2 separate regions of the Columba livia genome follow, and region 1 is linked to region 2. Evidence: chromatin contacts called from public Hi-C data. All regions are on one chromosome and are shown on one strand. Each heading gives the region's core, a stretch centred on a gene start, on an enhancer-like site or on the middle of the called end of the contact. The rest is flanking DNA. Distances are from core to core; before and after follow the strand shown.

Region 1 (7,093 bases), core at 1,283-3,782, 46 kb after region 2:
CTTTGAAAAGGAGAAAATTGACACTTTTATGGCTAATGTTTATGGAAACATTTATTCAAGACTGGGCAAGGTAGGCAGTAGCTTCAGTAATTTTATGTTCTATTTTGTTCAGTTGTCATGATGGTAAATGAAGTTTGCATATAAAAATTCTTGGGAAAATTACAAAAATTATACACAGCTGAAATTACAGGGGGTGAGGTAAGATTAGTTTATGCTTATTTTATGGCTTTGAATTATTTTTTTTTCTTCTGTACAGTTTGGCGTATGCAGTTGAGAATGAATCTTAGGTGTATTGGCTCACGTGGAGAATAGGAAGTTAGCAGAGTACTTTAATCTTAGCTCATTCTTCCCCCATTTCATGCAGGTTCTCGTTTTCAGCTGAGTTAAGACAGGCATATAATTCCTTGGTTTCTATGCCTTGTAACCACAACATTCATTCTTTGTCTTCTTGTCTTGCAGAACGAGCCTCTGACTTCAGGTTATCATGGATACCCAGCAAGAGACAATCAAGTAAGAGTCTGATTGCAGTGAATGCGTGTGTTTGTGTGCTCATCTCTTTACACTTATGGATGTTTTGTCCGACACCTTCCTGGCTGTCTAGTTATGGAGTCGAAGTTGTTTTGTGCTCTTGTGGAATGCTTGTGGAAATATATGTGGTAGATTGAATGCTTTTTATGGCCTCCAGTGGTATGTGGCAACACGCCTGGCAAGGGGTTAAACATCATCCACATTACCAATGGCTTAGGAAATTCTTTATTCCTAAAAAATTTGTAACTTAAAATCCCTGTCCAAAGCTGCCACTCTATCTCCTCAGTGTTAGTGATTGTAGATATTCAATGCCAGTGCATGCTTGGCCCTTTTTTTTTACTTATTGCAGTAATTCTAGCATCTGGGGAGCAAAATAGCACTGAAATTTTGTGAGAGTTTGCTTTGCTGGTGGAGTAAGGAATGACACATCCCATTGGGTTGTTTCTAGTATCTGTGAACTTGTCTTGCCTTCCTTTCAAGCCCTGCAGGGCCCCTGCTCCTTGCTCTTATTCAGGATGTTCTCCTTCTGCAGCAGTAAAAATTACACTGTTCACTGCATTGCATCTGTAAGCATTCTCTTGCCTCCTAGCAGAAGACAGAGAAATCCCAGATGATGAATTTGCACGACGGAAGGAGGAGATGCTTTGGAACAAATGAAATTTAATGGGTTGTAAGATACAACTGTCACACATTAAACCTCCCTTCTTAGACTGAATGGGTTTTTTTTCAGTGTTCTGCAGTGCTACTGCAAAGCAGAGTATGAACCAGTGCAACAGGAAATTAATATACACGGAAAATCAATAATGCAGCACATTTTGGTAATGAGCAAATAATAAAACCAAAATCAAATTCTTTAATACTCTCAGGTACTGCTATATAAAGAAAGTGATTTTCATCATATCTTGATGAGGTCTGGGTATATGGAGCAACAGCATAACAGGAGATGTTATGGAGAAAGTGCAGCATAGTGCAGCTTCAGCAACTGAAGAGCTTGAATCTTCAGTGCTTGTAACATGTGTATGAATTTCTATATAGGAGGAAATTATTCAGAATGTCTACTGGGATATATTAAACTGTTAACCAGCACAAATAAATATTACACGCTGGGATGCTGTGGGAGTTGTGTTCCTAATCTATCCAGGCTAAGTAAGGGATGCTGGGTTGAGAGGCAGAGCCAGTCGCAGATCCTTAACGTGGTTCATACGTGCTTTTCACTTGTCCATTCCAGTAGAACCTTCTGCGCCCTATTTTGTACTTCAGCTTACCCATTTAGGAGTGTCTTTTGGTGTTTCATTTTGGTGACTGCCAGGACGTCCCACTTCACAGGTTTCTTCTTTCTCATGCCTTAATAATTCTTCTCGTTTGAAAGAATCTGTTGCTGGCAGATCAGTGGAGGTGGGCACAGGAAGCTGTACAGCAGCCAGGGCGTGAAATGATGATTAGTGCCTGGGCAGCCCTGGAGGGCTCTGTATGGGTGAGCACAGGTAGTAATGTATTAGCCAGTGTGCATATGTATTTCAAATGGCAGATAGCTTTATGGAAATGTCTTTGTGGGCAAACAGCTTCAGTTTAACTTGTGTGCTTTCATTTTAGCAAATGCAGCCAAAAAAAGATTTTTATGAGCTTTTTTTTTTTCTGCTCTCGGTAACATCTTGATCTGTGTTAGGTATTTGTCTTTCTTTCTTGCTTTTGGCCCTGAAGCATCTTAAATTCAGGTCTGGTTCTCACTAATGAGGTTTCAAGGCTTTTAGCTAATTTGATTCAGGATCTGTGACATGGTAGCAGCAGAGAAAGAAGTCCTCTGTTGCCACAGACTGGGACTGGTGTGGGAGAGACAGCGATGGCTGATCCACCACCTGCCTTTCTGTGCTGGGAAAGGAGGAAGGAAGTGGTGTGGGAATACATGTAGCGATCCTGACCCTGTAACAAATTATGAGATGCAGGAGCAATTCTGACAGATTTCCTCAGATTAGGAGCTGGATTTGAGCTGGTGAGTGTCTCTGTCTCTCGCTCTGTCCCATTGCAGTTCTTTATTGTAAATACTCATGCTGTGTTTTTTGCCACAATGTTTTCCTTAGCAGAAGTAGCAAATCAGAGCTTTATTTCTAGGCCTTCTTGTTGTGTGACCACACTAGTCCTGCTAGAAATTCTGTAGATATAACTTGCACTTTTGTTCACCTTATGTAGCATCCTACTCCTTCACTTGTTTGTACGTCCTTTTGCTCCTTCAAGGTCTAAATGCCATTAATTGCTGGCTGCAAATCTTTCACTATGCTGTTTTACACCCTCTAGTGGTTAAATCATACCCAGATGTTCCAGCTTATTGTAGGGGTTTTTTTTGTAGTTGAAATATGTGATTGGTTTGAGTCCTCACTTTGGTGATTTGGGAATGCTTAGGTCTACAGTATGAAGTTTATTTTGTATCCTTTCCCAAATATTTAAGCATTCTGTCATCATCATGCATGGGCAGCAGCACTGAGGCAAATGAGCTGGATTTATATCGAGGCATTATTACTCTTAATTCTGGTGTTGTGTGATTGCTTTATGATAACCAAGAGTTTCTGGGTTGTTCTTTACCTACCCTGCCATAATGCCGTCTTACTGGATTTTTTCTGGTGATGGGGCCCAGGAGCATGTGAGCTAAATCATTGTGGTGTAAGTTTGCCTAAAAAGAGAAGGGCTGCAGTACTGGGGCTGCAGTACTGGGGCTGCAGTACTGCTGCATAAGGAGCTGGAGAGCTCTCTGGGACTGTTCTCAAGAATTCCAGGTTTGCTGTGTGGGCATCTAATACACATACAGGAATGGCAGGATGCCCCCTCCTTTTCCCCAGAGCTATGCTGATGGCAGGAACGAAGCCCTCAGTAAAGGGAAAATACAGGCAGCATTAGTGTAACGTCATTAGCAGAGATGAGAACCAAGTGTTTTCATGAGGAGAGCTTATTCTCCGGGGACTGTTCAGTTCTTGATCCCTCTATTGGGCCTGCCAACAAAGTGGTGTTTCTGGGTGGTTTTTTTTTTTTTGGTAACGTGAGCGCCTGCCTAAAATGCAGTGAACCAAGGCTTCCTTGCTTCATTTCCCAAGCTGTGACAAACAGCTCTGAGGTACTATGAGTTGGTCTCAACACGGAAAATGACTGGTACAGCTATACTGATATAACTTTTACATAAAAACAAACTCATCAAGAGTAAACACTCTGCTTCCAGAAAGCTATTCCATGCTGACTGCACCAGGCTGTTTTATATATAGCCAAGGCCTATGTCATATTGCTCTAGTGTTTTCTGTGTCGAATTGTATTAGACACGATATCTGAAATTTGTTTGAGTGCTGAATACTGACACTTCTGTGGCAGAATTTGGCAGCTGTACAGAACAATTTTGTTCCCCAACAGGAAACAAAATGAGCAAGAACACGTTGTTCAGCAGCCACTGAAGGTAAGAGAGGAGGAGAGTGAGTTTATGGAAGCAGGAGGTAATTGCAGACACCAGAAATGGGTCAGGATGTTAGACCTGTTATACCTCTTTTGTTACAGAAAGTGATCCTCAGCTATCAAAACGGGTTAGGATGTTGGTTTGAAGCCTCTTTTAAAAGCTTGTACTTCTATGAGTACAATTCTTAAATCAAACGGCCATTGACTTGGTACTAATGTGGTGGAAACATTGTTACCTATCACAAGTGACACTTCCTACAACAGCTTCATTTCAGTGGCTGGTTTTTCATCTGAGCACTCACCAGGCCTGACCTGTTGTTCTCATGTAGGTGGATGAGGCTGCAGCCCAAGGTAGCGCGGGTGCCCATGGCAACTGATAGGAACAGCTTTATCACTATCCCCTTGGTTTGCATTCAAGGTTAAGGTGAAATGCTGTTAAATCCTCTCATTGTCAGCCTGTTCCCCAGGGTCTTTACCCACTTGCTGCTTTGGAGTAACTGTTGGGGCATCACAGGCAGCAGGTGGCTGCATGTCCTCCCCTCCCCGGGGCTGTGAGCTGTGCTGGCTGAACAGTGGCAGTGGCAATCCCTGAGAAAAGGAAGCCTCCCCTGTTGGTTTTTTTTCCCCCATTTATTTTCTTTGTGCACTTCCCCCCCCGATGCGGGGAGCTGGGCAAGGAAGCCTTTCATCCTGAGGTGTGAAGGGTACGCATGAGCTCCCATGGAGAGGGAGGACAGCAGGTCACTGGGCTGCCTGTTGGCACTGGCTGCGCAGAGGCACTGCTGCTCCCATCCGTGGTCTCTGCTGCCAGCAGCTGGGGTCTCGCAGACAGTTCAGAGGTGGAAACCTCTGTTGTCTTGTCTTTGCAGTATCAGGCTCCTTTACCTATCTTCCTCTTCTTCATCATATGGATGAAGCATGCATTTGGGCATATTGCCACAACTTGATTAGCAGCTGGGTGGACAGCAGTGGATTAGCAGTGTGGATTAGGATATCCACAAAAATATCTTGGTTTAGTATTAACAGACTGAAATGCTCTTCTCATAAGACAAATTAAAAGTGAACTTCTGGAGGAAAATGGTATGGCCATTTGATGGTTTTTTATGTTCCATGATAGCACCAACCACAGTCTCTCCAGTGCCCTACTTTGTTGGTCCTGGAATAGACTCTGTCTCAAGAGTTTAAATCTGCAAGTAGCGTTCCTGAAAAGCATTTTTGTTTTTAATTTGTTTTCCTGCTTGTAACTGACCATGAAAATAAACCCTCTAGTGTGTATACTAGCTAGCTTGGTAACTGGTGAGGTTGTGGCAGTAGAAGTGTTAAGTTGCTCAGGAGCTAGAAAGTAGAGTTGTTTGTAGGTTTTCTGTTTGTTTGTTTCTTACACTTTTGGTTTGAGTAGAGTGTATTTAATACAGACGCTTAACTTGAGGGACAGAGGGAGGTTCTAGAAGGGCCTTAAATAAAGTTTTAACACCTCACTCTGTGAGTGAACAGCCAGGACAAAGAGCAGGAAGCCCCTGAGGTCCTCTATATAAAATGGAGAAGACCAGACTTGGTGTTCCTGGTGCTTCTGAGGAGTGCTTGAAAGCAAACAACTCAGAATTTGGGATAGGACCAAGTTAATGAGGGGAAATGGTTCTAAATTTCTTCCCTGTGTTTAAAATGAGGTGAATTAGGGTTAAGACTGCCAAATCTGCTGCTTCCTAGCTTCCACAGCCTCTCTTCAGGCAAGCAGTGAAATGTTTCTACTCTGTGCTAGAGGACCGAAGGGATGTTCTGTTACTGACCTAACTGCAACCTCCCATTGAAAATAATGAACTTCACTTTAGAGAATACGGTGAGGCCAAAAATGTCAACATACTCAGGAGATGGGAAGCATGTGTGAGGCAGCTGCACGCAGAGGGGGTTCAAGGGTACATAGTGGGATAACTGCTGGGGAGGTTACAATTTAGCAGCTAAGCTATAAAGGATGTGGGCCAGTTAAGGTGTGCTGTGGACAGGTATTTACTGCTACAGGAGGGGAGAGGTTCCTGAGACACCCTTTACTGGAGTGCATCTAACTCGTTATAGCTCTTAGCACGTTCAGAAAATAAAACAGTGTTGATAGTGGAGAGAGTTAGGTTAAAAGCAATGTAAATCGTGGTATCTGGGAAGGAAAGAAGAGAGCAGGGTATTTAGCTAAAAATTGAAGGAGGAGTTGGTTACAGGCTGAAGTTCAAGCACATCTGCAATCATGGAGGAGCTGGAAGCGGGAAGATGAGATCTGCTGAGACTAGTCCAGCAGTACTTCTCCCCCAAATCCAAAACTGTCTTGGTAAGATGCTTGATCACTTAAAGTGCTAAGAAGTGGTTGCTTATTTTCTTAGGCCACAGCTAAATCCCTAAGGAACTGCAGGAAAGATTCAGGAACTGGGATCAGAAAATATTGTAATATGTACACCACTAAATACCCAGCCTGTTATAAACCTGCTTTCTGCAGTTCCTCTTTGAACTGAGTTAGTTGGCCACATTCCCCCAAATCCCTCCTTTCCTTTCTCTTTAGCTGATTTCCTACCATCTAAACCCTTCAATAACAGAAGCACAAATTGACACAAGTTCTGCAAGTGGATCACTCTGACCATATATTTATTTCACTTTTCCCCTGTGTCTGCTGCCTTTCCACCCTCTTTGAATACAAGGCAGGGAACCCTTTCTTTACAGAACCTTGAATAATGTTTATAAACACATTTGGTGAGCTCCATGGTAATGCACGCCTCGCTGATACTCAGTAAAAACAGAAAAAAAATAACCATGTGGAGAAAAGTTGTATGAGAAGAAGTAGTTAAGGAGTGCATCTAATTCAGATATATGGGAAGACTTCCTGACAATAAGCTGCTTCGGTCCTATAAAGAGCTTCTCAAGGGAAGTAATGATCACCTTGCTGATGAATAGTCCGTCCAAACTCTGGGTTTGTAAGGCGTTGGCAGGAAATGGGCTGGATGATGTAATACAAATTCCTTTCATATTTGAGTCTTCTGATTCAAGCAATTTCTCATCTCTGCTTGGGGTTAAAGAGAGGAGATGTGAGTCATCCTTCTTGGGAGAGGACCAGGAGACCACTTTTTCTCCTGAGATGTACTTCTTGACCGCTGAAGGG
Region 2 (6,829 bases), core at 528-3,027:
TGGGGGCACAGGGCAGCCCCCTCCAGGCGGGACGGGCAGCGCGAGGAGATGGAGGCCCTGGGAGAGGCACCGGTGAGGGGCATCAAAAAGAGCAGTGCTGAGGCTTTCTTAAACCCTTCCATGTATGTGTTTGTGCGTATATGTACATACAAGTTTAACTACAGGTGCAAACAGACACATGTGTGTGACTTTGCATTAAGCAGAATGTGGAAGTTTTCCAGGGTAAAGTCCATCACATGAATATCATGATTAGCCTCTAAATACATACTGCAAGCTGAGGAAACTCAGTGTTGAGGTCAAATACAAAGTGTATTTTGTTAAGAGATGTACAGCTGAGGCACCCAAGCAGTCTGATGGCTGGTGAATGGGAATCAAGAGGAAAAAAAAAAATATACTGTATCTTTAAAAATCACTGTAAGTGACTCCGGGAGACAGAACTAAGTGATTCCTCCAGAATGACTGGGTTATAGCCTGCTACCACAATTACATTTATTTAGGTGCCCTACCTGTGCATTCACACTGCTGAAGAATACACTCAGATTGCTTACAGCTTTCCTCTCCACCCTAAATTGCCTGAATTTATAGCACATACTTGGGAGACTACAGCAATTTCCCCATTCCGTATTTAACCCGTGTTACCCACACCAGCTTAACTCCACCTGCGTGCAACTTGTGTGAAGAAAAGTGGTATTAATAAAGCGGGAGGCAAGCCTCTGGAGGGAGTGGGGCCAGGACAGCGCTGGTAATCCTGAGTCATACGGCTGATTTCTGGGTCAGCCGGACCCTACAGCACATGGCTGGTGTCCCTGGCCAGCTCTGGTGTCAGGGATTCCACCACGCTTTTGCCATTGGCTGCACAGGGCTGTGGATATCCCCTCCTCAATCTGTCATGGGCTGGTAATGTTTTATTTTGGTTTGAATTTGTAGCCCTGCTCACCTTCCAAATGGCTGTTCAGTAGGCAGGAATAAGAGAAGGGGCTGGAAAACATGACTAAATATGGCTGTGTTTCTGATTGCTACAGACTGCAGGATTAGCGGCTTTTCTTGCCAGCACCACGGCTGAAGTTCCCAAGGTTTGAAGAGCCCTGACAAGAGCCGCAGCCCTTCCCCCGCCTTTTTTATTTTTCTTTTTTTCTTTTTCATTTTCCATGGAGAAATCTGCAACCTATTGTCTGGGCCAGCAAACTTGGCACCCTCCAGACGCCTATAAAATTGCATTAGGCGTTTATATTTCCTGTAGTGGATTATGTGCTGTCTGGAGTTTGCACGATTCTGGGAGAGAGAGTTAGCCTTTTTGCTTTTTTTTTATTTTGGTGGGGGCTACAAATTGCATTTGCAACAATTTCATTTTCTTGGAGATACAGAGCGTGCTGGCAATTGCAGGGCAGCCGGAGATGTTCCGAGACAGATGTGCGCGGTTTCCCCTGCCCACAGCTGGCGCAGCCGCGCACACGAGGCGCAGCCCTGACTCAGCCCCGCGCCAGAAAAATCGCCCCGTCCACCAGCGTGTCAATAACCTCATTGACTGCCATGATGCTTCTCATGCTTGAAGTTAAGCAAGTGCATAAATGTCACGCTGAATCACGCGAAAAGGATTTCTCGGCGCTCTCGTGGAGTCAGTTCTCTTGACCCAGCTGGCTCTGTGTCCCTGCACGCATCGGGTTTTTGTGCAAACTCTTAGTGTTTTTGCAGATGTAACACGTATGGGGGATTTTCTTTACGAACTGGAGTTTGCCTGATTTTTAAAATATCCTCTTGGCCCATATGTAAAGTATTTCTTGTGCTTCATCACACTTTTCTAATCTCCATCTGAAGCCAAAGAGGCTGTAACTATTTCTAGAGTGAAGAAATCTCAGAAGAAAAAAAAAAGTAGTATGTTTTCAAATCTTATTTGAAATGTGTGCTGTATCAGCAACAAATAGCACAGTGAAAGGGTAAAATCAGATTGCAAGTGCTTATTGGTCGTTGTTATCATAAATTTACACAGCGCTTTTTTGTGCAAAGGAAAACTAATAATCTTTTGCAGAAAAGACACAATCTAAGGGCACGATTTGGTGATCCTGTTCGTATGAATAAGTATTATGTGTCTCAGTCTCTTTGAAATGAATGCTGGATTGCTGAATAGCCAGCAGGTGGAGTCATTTATAATGTATGTGCTGTGATCTGGGAAGCTGAATAAGTACGGCTGGACACGTGGAAATTTCAGTTGAAAGCTGAGACCAAGGAAAATATGAGGAATGGAACTGGAAAACTCTGCGAGCGTGAAGAACACAAAGAGCTAAAAGCTTCAGCAGCAGAAGAGGAGGGGCCTGCAAAATGTTTGGAATAGCGAGAAGCTGGAGCAATCCTGGAAACGCTCCTGTGGCTTGGATCCCGGGGCGTAATCCGTGCTGTTGTAATTCGCGCAGACGGCGGCCATCCCAAGGGAAGGCTGGAACAGCTGGGAAACATCAGGGTGTGGGCCTGCTTCAACCACACTCCCGCTCTTTGTCCTTGCATCAGTCACAGGAGTGAAAGGTGATACAGGGATCGCTGTAGAAAATATCTGCGAGCTCTCCTCTGCCCTGGGAGATGGCTCTTCTTGCTAGTTGAGTCGTGTCAAGGACCAGCTTAGTTTGGCATTTTGTGTCTAACAATGCACTTTCAGATGCTTTTCAATTAACCGATTAGGGAGAGAGTCAGCCTCGACTCCAGAGATCAGTCATGTAGTAAATTGAGTTGTAACTAAGGGGCCCTAATAAACAGGGTGCTTCACTGAAAATGAACAGGAGTTACATGACAACACCCGCTCTGTTTGCACGCTGTGCCCGGCCGCCACAGCGGGTGTTTTGCTTTGTCCTTCGTTCCGTCTGCCGGTTACACTGGGAACGAACTCTGCCCCCGGCGGGGCTTCTGCCCTTCTCGGACTGCGCAGCCTCCAGCCCATTTGGAAATGAACAGTTGCAAATAATGATTTGTACCGTCTGTTTGTCTGGGTGCCCATGTAAGCTGAATAATAATGTCACGGCCACTGGGCTGCTGCGGCCTCGTGCATGAGAGAGGATGGCACAGCCCCGAGGGACGTCAGAGACACGGCCAGGGATGTGTTTGTGCGAGGGCTGTGACTCCAGCAAGGCTACTGGAGGGACAACTCTATCAACAGCCACCGTCACTGGCTTCCTGACGTAGACTCCAGCCTCCAACAACCTCTGGTTCACACCTGATGGGCAACCAAGGGGAACAAATGCCAGGTATTTCCCTGCTTCTTGATATCTCTGGCACCCAGAGGGTGGGGGACAGCCAGTGTTTGGTTTGGTTTTGTTTTTTTTCTGGTCTGCGTCCCCACACACTCCCTGTGGTACCTCTGTGGCTCATGTTATTTACCTTGAGCTGGTCAGGCCCACAGTCTCAACAGGAAAGCAAAAGACTTTTCATTTCCCAGACAAGCTCTTCACACAGTTTCCTATTATTATATATTTGGGGGATATAGTTGGAGACCCTTCATATTAGGAGTGCTGAAGGACCTACTTTATTCCCCATCCTTCCAGACACAAGCAATGCAGGCAGGCAGCATTTTTATGCTACCTGCATGTATGCACAGAACTGCATCTGCACTGCAGGTGTTGTACTGCTTTAGTGGCATCGGTGTACCTGAAATGGCACAGCTTTGGTACATGATGATACCCCCCAGAACCACAGATCGAGCAGCAATTAGCAACGATAAATGCACTGCAGCGATATCTGAAGCCAGCTGGAAAACGTGTCAGGAAAATTTTGCTCAGAGGTCTCTGTTTGATTCCCAGCTGTTGACACCGCTGCTCGGCCGGAGTGCTGAGGTGCTCGGTGGCATTTGCTGAAGCCAGGTGTCCTCATTGCAAGAGGTGGCTCTGGGAAAAAAACAGGTGCATTGTGGGTGTTGACCCACTGACTGACAGCTGCCAGCACCTTTGCATCAGAGTGACATATTGATATTGGCCTCCTGCCACTGCCTGGGGACTGGCATCCTTCCGGCAGACGGTTTAAGTCAGGTGACAAAGTCTTTGGATTTTGTTGACTTACGTTATGTATCTTTGGCTGCGTGCTTGCCCGTGACAAGAAAAAGCAGCTTCTGTAAATAAGATTTTGTAGCAAAGAGCCAGCCCGAGATAAGCGAGGAGAAACATTTACCCACGCTCGTTGCTACGGAAAACTCCATCACCGCTCCCTGACAAACCAGGACCAAAGTACAGGCTGAAACTTTACCTTGGCGGCACTTCGCTACCTGTGGGAGTAATGCTGTCAGGAGGAAAAGCATTTGGCTCCAGGAGCTTGGCTGGCAGGATAGAAACAGCAGGAATGAGCACGGTTGGACAAGGTACTCAACCTCCCCTGGCCCACTAGCAGAGAGACCGAATCCACTGGGAAGGAGAAGGGCAAAGCTGCGGGAGGCTGCAGCGGCAGGAGGGAGCTGGTCAGCAGGATCAGGCATCACGTGTAGATGATGGAAGCAGCAAGAAGCCATTCTTAGTTGTGGTGGTGGAGAGTTTTGCTTTGAACTGTCTCCTAATGATTTCTATGCCCTCGGTTTGCACCTCACTTCGTGCTTGTGCCTTACAACCTGTGTGAGTCGTTGACTCTGCTCCAGCCCAGCATCTTGTGGGACTCAACTCTTTGTTCTTCCATAGATGTTTCACACCTGATGACACTTGATCTCCAGCCCAGTGAGAGCACCAACACATGTACCTTCAAGGATTCCCTTCAGAGGGTGTCTTCTTTTTTGTGGGGGGGGAACCGCCACAACTTTACTCAAAAATTGTATTAATATATTTAGAAAGATATATTCTTCATACCAAATTCTAAGAGCTCTCTGAAAGGACAGTGTTTCTTACAGTTGCCTCTCGTTGATCCGTCAAAGACAAAGCACTGGTAAGCACTCTACAAAGCTGTCCATAAAATCATGGCACATAGGAGCCTTTGGCAAGAGCACTGTGCAGCAGTGAAGGGTTAACAGAGGAGTCAGCTGTCTGTTTAGTATGTCTCAGATGTCACATACAAATACCTAAAAGGCAGCTGGGTTGTGTGAAAGGAAATCAGCAGATTAAGATTGTAGTCCCAGCTCAAAAGCTTTTTTGTGACTTCAGGAATGCCTCGTATCCCGTCTGTTAAATTGAGATAATACCGATCCCACAAGCGTACTGTGAAGATTAATTCATTAATCTTTTTTTAAGTGGAAAGGGAAAGAGCCAGAAAAATAATAATATGAAATATCACGGCAGTAATGACAGAAAGCAACTGATAGCACAGGGCACGGCAGCTGCAGCTGCAGGTCAGTTTGGTGTAGAGGGCAGAGCACCCTGGCTCAGCTCCCTTCATCTGCTCTGTGACTGAGGGTGCTCGGGGCCCTGCCGTGCCCCGGCTGCTCCCCTGGCGGGCTGCAGACCATGGCCAGCCAAAAACGCCTCCCCAAGACACCAGCCTGCAGCACCGCCAGCCCTCCTGGGTGGCGTCTCTGCAGGAGACGGTGGAAACGGGATTGGTGGAAGATGAAAACTGGAGGCTGGGCACTGCAGAGCAACTCCCTCAACATCCCTCAAGGGGGGTATCAGGCAGATGCCGAGATCACAATGAGACGAGTGCTTCCAAGTGCACACACACATTTGTCCCAAATTGTTTACTCCTAACTTGTCTTCAGGTTGAAGCCTTCTGCAGCGCTTAATGGGCAACACCTTGACCTACACCCATCATCACTAAAATTAGGAGGAAAACAAATACGGAAATGCTGCTTTTCTCTGAATTAATATCACCACTGTCATGAGAATCTCGGCTTCTTTTCAAGCCAAGGGTGGACTGAACATGTTCCTTCCTTGTTGTTTTGACAGTCTGGCTCATTTCATCAAACCCAGTCAAGATGAATGAGACACGTGTTTACCTTCGGTGGGTGAGCAGACAGAAGCTGCATGTAAATGTCCTCTGGGCGCCTGCCACTCCATGGGGATTTGTAATCATTTTGAAAAAAGAGATTTTCCCCTTCACTGGAGGAGACAAGCTGGCACCTCAGCACAAAAACATACCACTTAAAATAGCTTTTAATGTGGCCTTGAAAACTATTTTTGGATCAGGAAAAATGTGGTGTAAGGGAGGACTGGAGTCATGTATTGTAACTGTCACTCAAAACCAAAGGCTCTATCATGTCATGAAGATCAGCAGATGTTCAAAGACACATCAAGACAACCTAACCAGTCCACAGGCTTTGCTACACATGGTGATATCTGAGAAGTCATCATAGATTCGTAGAATGGTTTGGTTTTGAAGGGACGTTACAGATCATCTAGTTCCAACCCTCTGCCATGGGCAGGGACACCTTCCACTAGACCAGGTTGCTCAAAGCCCCATCCAACCTGGCCTTGAACACTGCCAGGGACGGGGCACCCACAGCTTCTCAGGGCAGCCTGTTCCAGTATCTCACCACCCCCATGGCGAAGAATTTCTTCCTTCTGTATAATCTAAATCTACCCTCTCTCAGTTTAAAGCCATTACCCCTTGTCCTGTCCCTACATGCCCATGTAAAAAGTCCCTCTCCAGCTTTCTTGTAGGTCCCCTTTAGGTACTGAAAGGCTGCTAGAAGGTCTCCCTAGAGCCTTCTGTTCTCCAGGCTGAACAACCCCAACTCTCTCAGTCTTGTCCTCATACGAGAGGCGCTTCAGCCCTCTGATCATCTTCGTGGCCTCCTCTGGTCCCTCTCCAACAGGTCCATGTCCTTCTTATGTTGAAGCCCCAGAGATGCACGCAGGACTCCAGGTGGGGTCTCACCAGAGCAGAGGCAGAATCACCTTCTTCGACCTGCTGGTCATGCTCCTTCTGATACAGCACA

Evidence for each region. A called contact is a pair of places that touch in the nucleus more often than the background predicts.
Region 1: a contact with region 2 is called in a Hi-C map of liver, with 5 times the contacts expected there. The contact joins two enhancer-like sites. A contact is called at or near these places in 2 of 2 Hi-C or Micro-C datasets (crop and liver).

Annotation. Positions count from the first base shown.
Region 1 is chr1:174,067,154-174,074,246 of bColLiv1.pat.W.v2, forward strand. RBFOX2 (RNA binding fox-1 homolog 2) reads left to right here. Exons shown (of 12, transcript XM_065048158.1): 2 at 460-510. Among named protein-coding and RNA genes, the nearest start is that of RBFOX2, 40 kb to the left of the region's middle. Within about 2 kb of position 2,533, at least 1 of the 3 cell types and tissues checked has an H3K27ac peak away from gene starts, as active enhancers do.
Region 2 is chr1:174,021,919-174,028,747 of bColLiv1.pat.W.v2, forward strand. No RefSeq gene overlaps it. Among named protein-coding and RNA genes, the nearest start is that of RBFOX2, 5.0 kb to the right of the region's middle. Within about 2 kb of position 1,778, at least 2 of the 3 cell types and tissues checked have an H3K27ac peak away from gene starts, as active enhancers do.